Regions from separate parts of the Sus scrofa genome. Here regions 1 and 2 are each linked to region 3. Evidence: chromatin contacts called from public HiChIP or PLAC-seq and promoter capture Hi-C data. All regions are on one chromosome and are shown on one strand. Each heading gives the region's core, a stretch centred on a gene start, on an enhancer-like site or on the middle of the called end of the contact. The rest is flanking DNA. Distances are from core to core; before and after follow the strand shown.

Evidence for each region. Promoter capture Hi-C pulls out the DNA fragments that hold promoters and counts their contacts. HiChIP or PLAC-seq counts read pairs in DNA pulled down with a chosen protein or histone mark.
Region 1: an H3K27ac HiChIP or PLAC-seq map of alveolar macrophages shows a contact between it and region 3. The contact joins the promoter of FBXO24 here to the promoter of TAF6 in region 3. A contact is called at or near these places in 2 of 5 promoter capture datasets (fetal liver and liver) and 2 of 2 datasets of contacts at active chromatin or transcription factors (alveolar macrophages and skeletal muscle).
Region 2: a promoter capture Hi-C map of fetal skeletal muscle shows a contact between it and region 3, with 4 times the contacts expected there. The contact joins the promoter of LOC100515824 here to the promoter of TAF6 in region 3. A contact is called at or near these places in 1 of 5 promoter capture datasets (fetal skeletal muscle), 2 of 47 Hi-C or Micro-C datasets (embryonic fibroblasts and epiblast stem cells) and 2 of 2 datasets of contacts at active chromatin or transcription factors (alveolar macrophages and skeletal muscle).

What each region holds. Positions count from the first base shown.
Region 1 is chr3:8,510,024-8,512,723 of Sscrofa11.1, forward strand. FBXO24 (F-box only protein 24) reads left to right here and starts at 1,403. Exons shown (of 20, transcript XM_021086233.1): 1 at 1,403-2,700. LRCH4 (leucine-rich repeat and calponin homology domain-containing protein 4) reads right to left here and starts at 1,319. Exons shown (of 23, transcript XR_002342282.1): 1 at 972-1,319.
Region 2 is chr3:8,493,192-8,495,891 of Sscrofa11.1, forward strand. It overlaps LOC100515824 (insulin receptor substrate 1-like), which reads left to right and starts at 1,345. Exons shown (of 2, transcript XM_013995453.2): 1 at 1,345-2,045; 2 at 2,235-2,700. The coding sequence starts at 1,640. It overlaps LOC106509647 (a long non-coding RNA gene), which reads right to left and starts at 1,971. Exons shown (of 7, transcript XR_002342293.1): 1 at 1,069-1,971; 2 at 568-747.
Region 3 is chr3:8,025,535-8,028,234 of Sscrofa11.1, forward strand. TAF6 (transcription initiation factor TFIID subunit 6) reads right to left here and starts at 1,448. Exons shown (of 15, transcript XM_021086197.1): 1 at 1,156-1,448. It overlaps CNPY4 (protein canopy homolog 4), which reads left to right and starts at 1,463. Exons shown (of 6, transcript XM_021086210.1): 1 at 1,463-1,710. The coding sequence starts at 1,596.

The sequences.
Region 1 (2,700 bases), core at 153-2,652, 480 kb after region 3:
GGAATGCAGTCCTCCACCCCTCTCTCAATCCCCACCCACCCCAGCTGCCAGCCCAAGGTCAGCGGTGGCCTCCTGAGCAGCTGAGGCCTGACTCACCTGTTACAGTGGCGTCCCCTACACCCTACCGTCAACAGACACCAGGATGGAAGACGCATGATTGTTAAGAGCCTATGGTAGGGGGAGTGGGAAGGACAGCTAGACGGTCTCTAGCTTCCCAGCACTCCCCGCTGGGAGATAAGATTTCCTTCCTTTCAGCAACTGCAAGTCCCCTCCCCTAGGGAAAGCAGAAACTGTACTGGGAATTCTAGGGTCTCTATGAGATCACAGGCTCCACAGTGATCTCACACACGCAAGGAGGAGGAGTTGCAGATAAAGGGATTAGGGATAATGGGAAGAGCTCAGGGAGAAAAGAGTTGGCGGGAGGTGGGAGATTTGCTTTTCTCCCACAGGCTGCCTGGGTGAAGAGCCGGGTCCGAGCAAAGGAAACAGAAACTTGGGGCTATCAGGGGCAAATCCATGGGAAGCCGCAGGGAACCTGGGGCTGCTCCTATCTTGGTGGAACAGGGGAAAGAGTTGGAGGCGAAGTGCAGAAAGAGAAATGAGTCATTAGAGGGGCTCGTGGGAACGATCAGAATTGAGGTTGAAGAGGTCACGCAAATAAGCCAAACTAGGGGAGGGGCGGGACCATTCTACAGGTGCGCAGATACGCAAATAAAGACAAACGGAGGTGGGGGCGCTCTCACAACGCTCGGCCGGGGACCCTGGGCGTTCCGTGCAAACGAGAAAAGTGTTCATTGTCTAGTAGTTCTTAAAATGGGGAAGGGGTGGCAGCTGACTTATGCAAAACAGCAGAATCCAGAACTCGGACCACCAGGTGAGGGAGCCGGCCAGGCTCCCTGGCTCCAGGAAAAACGAGGGGCGGGGCTATGCAAACGAGGGTCCCCGCGGGGCCCTGGGCCGGGTGCACTCACCAGCCTGGGTGATGTCTGACAGGTCGTAGCTGCGGGCCGCGCCCCGGGGGAAGTGCTTCAAACGCCGGTTAGACAGGTTCAGGGTCCCGGTGGCCACGGCCTCCTCTAGAGCCCGCTCTGCACTGCGGCTCCCGGGCAGACCCGGAGATCCTGGGACGGAGGTTGTGGCCGCCGCCTCCTCACCCCCAGCGGCGAGTGAGGCCGCTACCACCGCCGCCATCCGCTCCTGGCGGCTCCCGCTGCCTGACTGACGGGACCGGCCGTCCCTCCTTGCCCCTCCCCCTCCTCGGAGCCGCCGTAGTGGCTTCCAGGGGGAGGAAGCGGGCTCGAGGACCCGGCGGGCCAATCGCTGTCCCGGGACGCGTCGGAAGTGGCTAATCAGAACCCGCCGGGGGGGTGGGGACTCCGGCGCTGGAGTGAGGCGAGACACGGGAGGGGGACTAGAATGGAGCGCTCGCCAACGGCCGACGTTCCAGGCCGGCCCACCCCGCGCAGCCGCATCCAATCACAAATCTTAGGGGTGGAGATGGTCCAATCAGGTCCAGTCAGGAGGCGGGGACGCCGGCGCTCCACTTGAAATGATAGAGGCGGTGAAAAGCAAGGCCGTCTCTTTTTCCAACGAAGACAAATCGCAAGCCATACACAGGCGAGTGACTGTCGAGAAGGCCAATTAGATCCTCCAAAGGGAACCTGACCCGGCCTCTTCTCTGAGGGACGGCTCTATCTACCAATAGCATGGGCGAGAAGGCGGTCCCTTCACTAAGAAGGAGGCGGGTGAGCTAGAACTTTGAGACCGACGTAAAGAATGTGAGCGCTGCGTGTTGGGCAGGCTGGAAGGAGTAGAGGGACTGCAGTAGCGTGTGCGAGCTGGACATGTTAGGGAGCGAGCCTGCTGTGGTGGCAGCAGGCAGATTGTGGGTATAGGGGGAGCTGGAGGCAAGACGATATCTGAGGCCAGTGAACAGGGGGTCGTTGCAACCGCAGGGACCATGAATGTCATATCAGCTGCAGAGGCCGAGGCCCGGAGACAGTCTCCGGAGGCTGGGCGGACAGGCGGCTTCCCAGGGACCGGGGATGCCCAGCTCAACTCCTGGAGGGAGGGTTACGGGAGACCAGGAGATCCTCGAAAATAACCGCCCGATCTGCCCCCTTGCCCAAAGAAGTACGCCTGGGCAAATTGTGATGATCAGACCTGGGGGCTTAGTCTAGAAGGGACCTCATCTAGAAGAGGACCGCCGTTTCACAAACGAGGAAAGTGAGACAGAGGGAAGAGCTGTCAAGAGCAAACAGCAAGTTATCGACAGCTCGTTCTAGAGGCCAGGCTTCCTTCCCCCTGCATCAACTTTTGCAGTGGGCTTTTTTCTGTTCGCATCCTCTTCTTTGTCTCCCGAAGTGAAACTGAGTGGATAAAGGGGACCCAAATACAAGAGGAAGTTACCGATTCTTGCTCCGTCCACGGAGAGTCTTAACATCCTGTTAAGTGGCATAAGAACCCAATATAGTCCATTTAATTGGTTAATAGCTACCTAGCCACAAATAGCTCAAGGTTCTTTCCCATAAGTCACATCTCAGATGCTGACATTCCAGAACATTTATTGAGTTATTAAAATTCCATCCCAGGTGTCCCAAACTAGCTGTTTACTAGGCCCCCTGAATAAGGGAGTTTGATTGGCTGGCTGACAGTCTGTTCACCAGCAGAGTAAACGAATGAGTCTATAGTACTGTGCAG
Region 2 (2,700 bases), core at 95-2,594, 470 kb after region 3:
TAAGGATCTATGACATATCTGCCTCTCCCTGGCCAACACCTATTGATGGTGGAGGCTGCCACAGGCCCCCCCATGTACCACGTGAGCTGCCAGCACCTCTCCCGCACCTTAGAGAGGCGCTGGCTGACCTGAGAGGCACCTGGAGTAGGCACTGGGTACCACCTGCCTGCTGGCCAGATGCCCATCCTCACAATGCCAGGCAGTGCCCTGCATCATGCTTGCAACATGACCTGTAAAGGATGTTCGAGGATGCCAGCCTCCCTGTCCACTAAACCATTGGCTCCTCTGGTATCCCAGCTCCTTCCTCCAAGGCCTGGGTGGGAAGCCCCGCCAGCCCTGCTTGGGCTTTCCTGACCCTTGAACTAGTCTATGAAAACGAACCAGATGGCCTTGCTTCAGTACTCCTGTTACAGCTCCTTCCTCACCTGAAGGCACTCCTCCCCCAAATACCATCTTTAACTGGGGCCACAGCTGCCCCCTTCCCCTCCCCAACCCTCAGCTCCCCCAGGGCCCTTCAGGTATCCTGCTTGCCAGGACAGGGATATCATAAGGTCCTCTAAGGCCCACCTGTCAACCCGTGGTTTGTCTTGCAGAGTGTACACTGACCAGCGCCATGGCCCCCGCCGTCAGCAGGTGGTCCTTGGAAGGATCAGAGGCGGGTGTAGGGCGTTCCTGCTATGGCACGGGTCGCAGCTGAGGCTCGGATTTGATTCCTGTCCCAGGAACCTTCATAGGTGGCAGGTGTGGCTGAAAAAGGGGAAAAAAGAAATGGATGTAAAAGTGCCTGAATCCCAACCCCATTTCAAACTTCTTGGGATGCAAGGGGGCAAAGGGTACCCCCATGAAGACACCTCCTGTCACCCCAACCCTGCAGAGAACCTGAACCTCCAGCTCCACCGAGGTCAACTTAGCCCAGTGCTCGGCGGCCCTGGCTCCTAGGATTACTTGGAAAGGAAGAGAACAGAACCATTCTGAGCGGGACCGGGGAGGCAGGGGACACGGGTGCTGGCGGCCTAGAGCCGGAAGGGGGTCCCGCTGTAAAGGCAGCCGGCTTAGCAGCCCCCTTACCTCCAGGACTGCGGACGAGGCCGCCAGCGGTCACCACGGACGTAGCTCCACGCACACTCTCTTCACCTCACAGCTTTCTCCGCGCTCAGGTCGGGTCAGAAGAGACGCCCCCAACACCTCCCCGCCCCGGCACCAGCCCAGGCCGAGGCCGCCTCTCCCGCACTCGGCAACTCAAACTCCACGCCCACCGCGCGGAGTCCAGCTCCGGGGCGCGTGAGGGTTAACCTCGCGGGGGTGGGGACTTGGGCGCAGTCGGCGTTGGGAGGGAGGGGAGAGGAGGCGGCGGGAGGCCACTGGGTTGAGGCTCCGAGCCCGGCGGAGCCTCGGGTGTCTCAGGCCGTCGAGCAGTCACTGGGTCACACGCTGCGCGCAGCGAGGGGCCACTGCAGACCCCCTGCCCCAAACTTCAAGTCGGGAGCGGGGGAGAGAGACGCCGGGCATTAAGGCAGTGGCAGCCTGTCAGGACGCTGCCCCCTCCCCCGGGACCGCTACCTCTAGAACCCCACCTCGGCGAGCCTCTTCCCAGCCGTCTCCGCTCCTGCTCCGGCCACTTGGTCGCCTTTGGCCCAGGATGAAGCCCAGAGGCGGCGGCGGCGGCAGCCCCACGACGGCCCCGGAGTCTGAGTCGGCCGACGTGGCCCTGGGTCCGCTGTCGCCCTGGGCCTGCCCGGCTGACGTGCGGCTCTGCGGCCACCTTCGGAAGCACAAGTCCCAGCACCGCCGCTTCTTCGTGCTCCGCGCGGACCCGCCGCGCCTCGAGTGTTACGAGAGCGAGAAGAAGTTCCACGCCGGCCGAGCGGCTCCCAAGCTCAGCGTGAGCCTGACGGGCGCGTGCACCATCAGCAAGCGCGTGGACGCGCGCCAGCGCCACCTGATCTTCCTCTTCACCGCCGACCGCAGCCTGGGCGTGGCGGCGGCCAGCGAGGCGGAGCAGCAGGCGTGGTACAGCGCCCTGCTTGAGGCGCGCGCCGCCGCCGGTGAGGCCCAAGCCCAGGGTGGGAGGGTGGGGGGGGTGATCGTGGATTTGGCTTATCCGTAGGCTGTCCCTCCCCCAGGTCTCCGAAATCCAATCCAAAATGAAGCGTTTACGCGTTGTCAGTCCCCGGGGCACACTGACTCCAAGCTCCCGGCCCAGAAGCTCTGTGACCCGCCTGTTGTCTCTCCAGGGCCCAGCTCCCACGAGGACCCCGAGGCCTGGATGCTCGCTCCGTTTCAGGACATCTGGCCCGTGACGCTGCGGCCCAAGGGGCTGGGGCAGACACGAGGCCTGGGCAGCGGCGGCTACTGCTTGTGCCTGGGTTCCGGGGTACTGAGCCTGCTGCGGAAGCCCAGGGGCAGAAGCTCCAGGGCCACCCAGGCACCTCCGCCCCCAGCCCTGCGCCTGTCCCTGCTCAGCGTGCGCCGCTGTGGTCACGCAGACTCTTTCTTCTTCCTGGAGCTCGGGCGCTCAGCACCCACAGGTCCCGGGGAGCTGTGGCTACAGGCGCCCGATGCTGTGATGGCCCAAAGCATTCACGAGACTGTCCTGGCCGCCATGAAGCGAATCGGGGACACTGGTGCTAGTGGCAGGACTGAGCCACTGCCAAGAAAGCCCCCGACGAGGGCCCCCAGACCCTCTGAGACCCCAGCCTC
Region 3 (2,700 bases), core at 198-2,697:
ATCTACAAGGTCCTTGGTGATCTGCTCTCCCCCCATCACATCTCTGACCTCCTTTCCTTCCTTTCACACTGATCCAGCCCCACTGTCCTCCTTGCTGTGATGGCCTTTGCTCTGTTCCCTCTGCTTGGAATGCTCTTCCCCAGATGTCCCTGGCTGCTGATTTCTATCACCCTATTCACTACTGCACCCCACCTCCACTCTGCTTTAAAAAAATTCCCATGGAATTTAATATCTGCTAGTACACATTGTATTACTTCTTATGACTACATCTCCCTTTTCCTCACCGTGTCCACAGAGATGTTCGGTGTTATGTTCACTGATGTATTCTGAGACCCTAGAATGGAGCCTGAGACACACTAGATACTCAGTAATAAACATTTGTTGAATAAATGAATGAGTTGTAATACTTAAACATGTACGTGCTCAATAAATACTCGGTACCACTATTATCGAATCAACAAGACATAGGTCCAAGCTCGGAATCTACTTTTGTGGCCAAAAGGAAAGTGGCTCGCTTGAAGTTGGCATTAGGAAAGCTAATGTCAAAAGTGTTTAGGACTCACTGTGGGGTGTAGGTGGGGGGCGGGTGTGGGCCTACTGGAGGGGGCGGGAAGATGAAGGTGAAAGACAATTTAGTTCTCAAACTATCCCAAGTCTCCTCCCCCCTTTTACAAGCCTTATCTGCAGGGAACACACTTATTCAACACATACTCTGTGTCTGGAGCCGGGTATATAGGAGGCGATGGTGTCCCAGTTCCCTGGCGAACTCCCATTAATCCTGCAATACCCTGCGGTACCCTCTGCCAGTAAAGGCTCACAAAACACGCTACGGCCTTAAGAAACCTCAGGCCAGTGGAGTCGGCAGGAAGGCTTCACTGAGGGTTAACTTGACCTAGATCCATGTGGCAGTCTCCCCAACAGGGAAGCGGTTCGAAGGTCCCCGGGCAACGGGGACAGCGCGAAAGAAGGCGTAGAGAGCCCCCCTCATCCCCCCAACATCCCTCCAGTGCACACACACAGAGTCCCAAAGCGCAAGGACACACAACCAACCGTCCTCCTGCAGTCCCCACTCGGGCCCTTCAAAGGGCCTAATCCCGGGTACCACTCAGACCCGCCCCCGCCAGCCGAGCTCCCCGCGCAGGAAAAGCCTCTCACCGCCGCCAAAGCGCCGCTCACCCGGCGCTCGGCGCCATGTTGGCCCCGCCCCCTCCGGGCGCAGGTCCTGGCAGCGACCGAGAACAGATTACGGCCCCTTCCCCAAGCCGGAATAAGCCCTCTGGGCTCACGGCCTGAAACAATATAAAAATGGTGTCTCTGTGCCTACGTGTAAGGAGCACACCCTCTTGATGTAATTACTTCAGTTTATTCCTTCACTATCCGGCGGCCAGGACCTTCGGGAGGCGCCACAAAACCTAGGCGGGGAAGCCCGGAGCGCAACGAGGCCCCGCCCGCTATGGGGTCGGCACTGCGCGTGCGCCTCCTGCCTTGCGTTGGATTAATGCTGCAGCAGACACCTTCGGGATTTAAAGGGCCCGCTGCCTGTCCGGAGTTGCTTTGAAGGCAAGGGGGTGGTTGGTTGTGGACGACCCTTGATCATGGGACCTGTGCCGTTGGGAATGTTGCTTTTCATTTTGACTATGTACGGTGCTTGCGCTGGGACAATGAAGGAGGAAGACGATGACACAGAACGCTTGCCCAGCAAATGCGAAGGTATCTAAAGGGAGTAGCCCCTATTCGCATCTCTCTGCCCCACTTCCTTCGTCTGGGCCAGACCAAATGGACTATGATGGGTGGGTCACTCGACCTCCTTAAGGACCCGAGGGAGATGCTTGTGGAGCCTGATGGAATTCGAATGGGGTCAAGGGAAAGAATGCATAGCGCTCCTCCCAAACTATGGTACTACAATTCCCATGAGAAATTCAGAGGGAGCCTGCTTGTTCTTGCTGGTTTGGGTCCCAATGGTTTGTGGGAATTGTAGTTCAGAGACTATCGGTCCAGGACCGCCCACTCTACTGAGCATCTTCAATGTGTGTCTGTATGAGTGTGTGTGTATGTGTTTTCCGTATGCCACCAGACCTAAATCTGGGGAGCCTGCAGGAATGGGGTGTCAGGCTCAATACCTTGTGGACATCCTCTGCTCCACCCTGGCAGAGACTGTCCCAAATTACAGGCCTCATGCTCTCCTGAGAGGATATAGGAGTGAGTAAATCAGCCCTTGAAGCTCATAAAAGAAAGAAGAGGCCACACAGCTGGGAGAGGTTCCCCATAATTGTAAGGCTTTGAAGAGGGTGTGCGCTGAATGGATTTTACAGTGAGCAACATCTTCTGTGGCTGCATCACTTTTGGGGCCTAGCTGGGAGAAGACATTTCAGATCTGGACCATCGAGTGCCCTGGTTTCTTAGTTTGTTGCCTTCCTGGCTTTAATTTCTTCCTGAATTCTTTTCCCCTTTGCCTCACTGCACACTGCACTTCAATATCAGTGTTCCTCACTACTTAGTCCTAATCTCTCCTCTCCTTTCATTTGTGTCTCCATTCATACCCTCTTACACCTGTCAGTTTTTCTAAACATAGTCTTAATTGTGGTCTTTGCTTTAACACCTCTTCAGGCCTCCTGCTGTGATTAGATTACAGCCAAAGTCTTGGCCATAACATCCAAGTCTCTTTGTTGTCTGGCCTCCATCTCTCTTACATTTCCACAC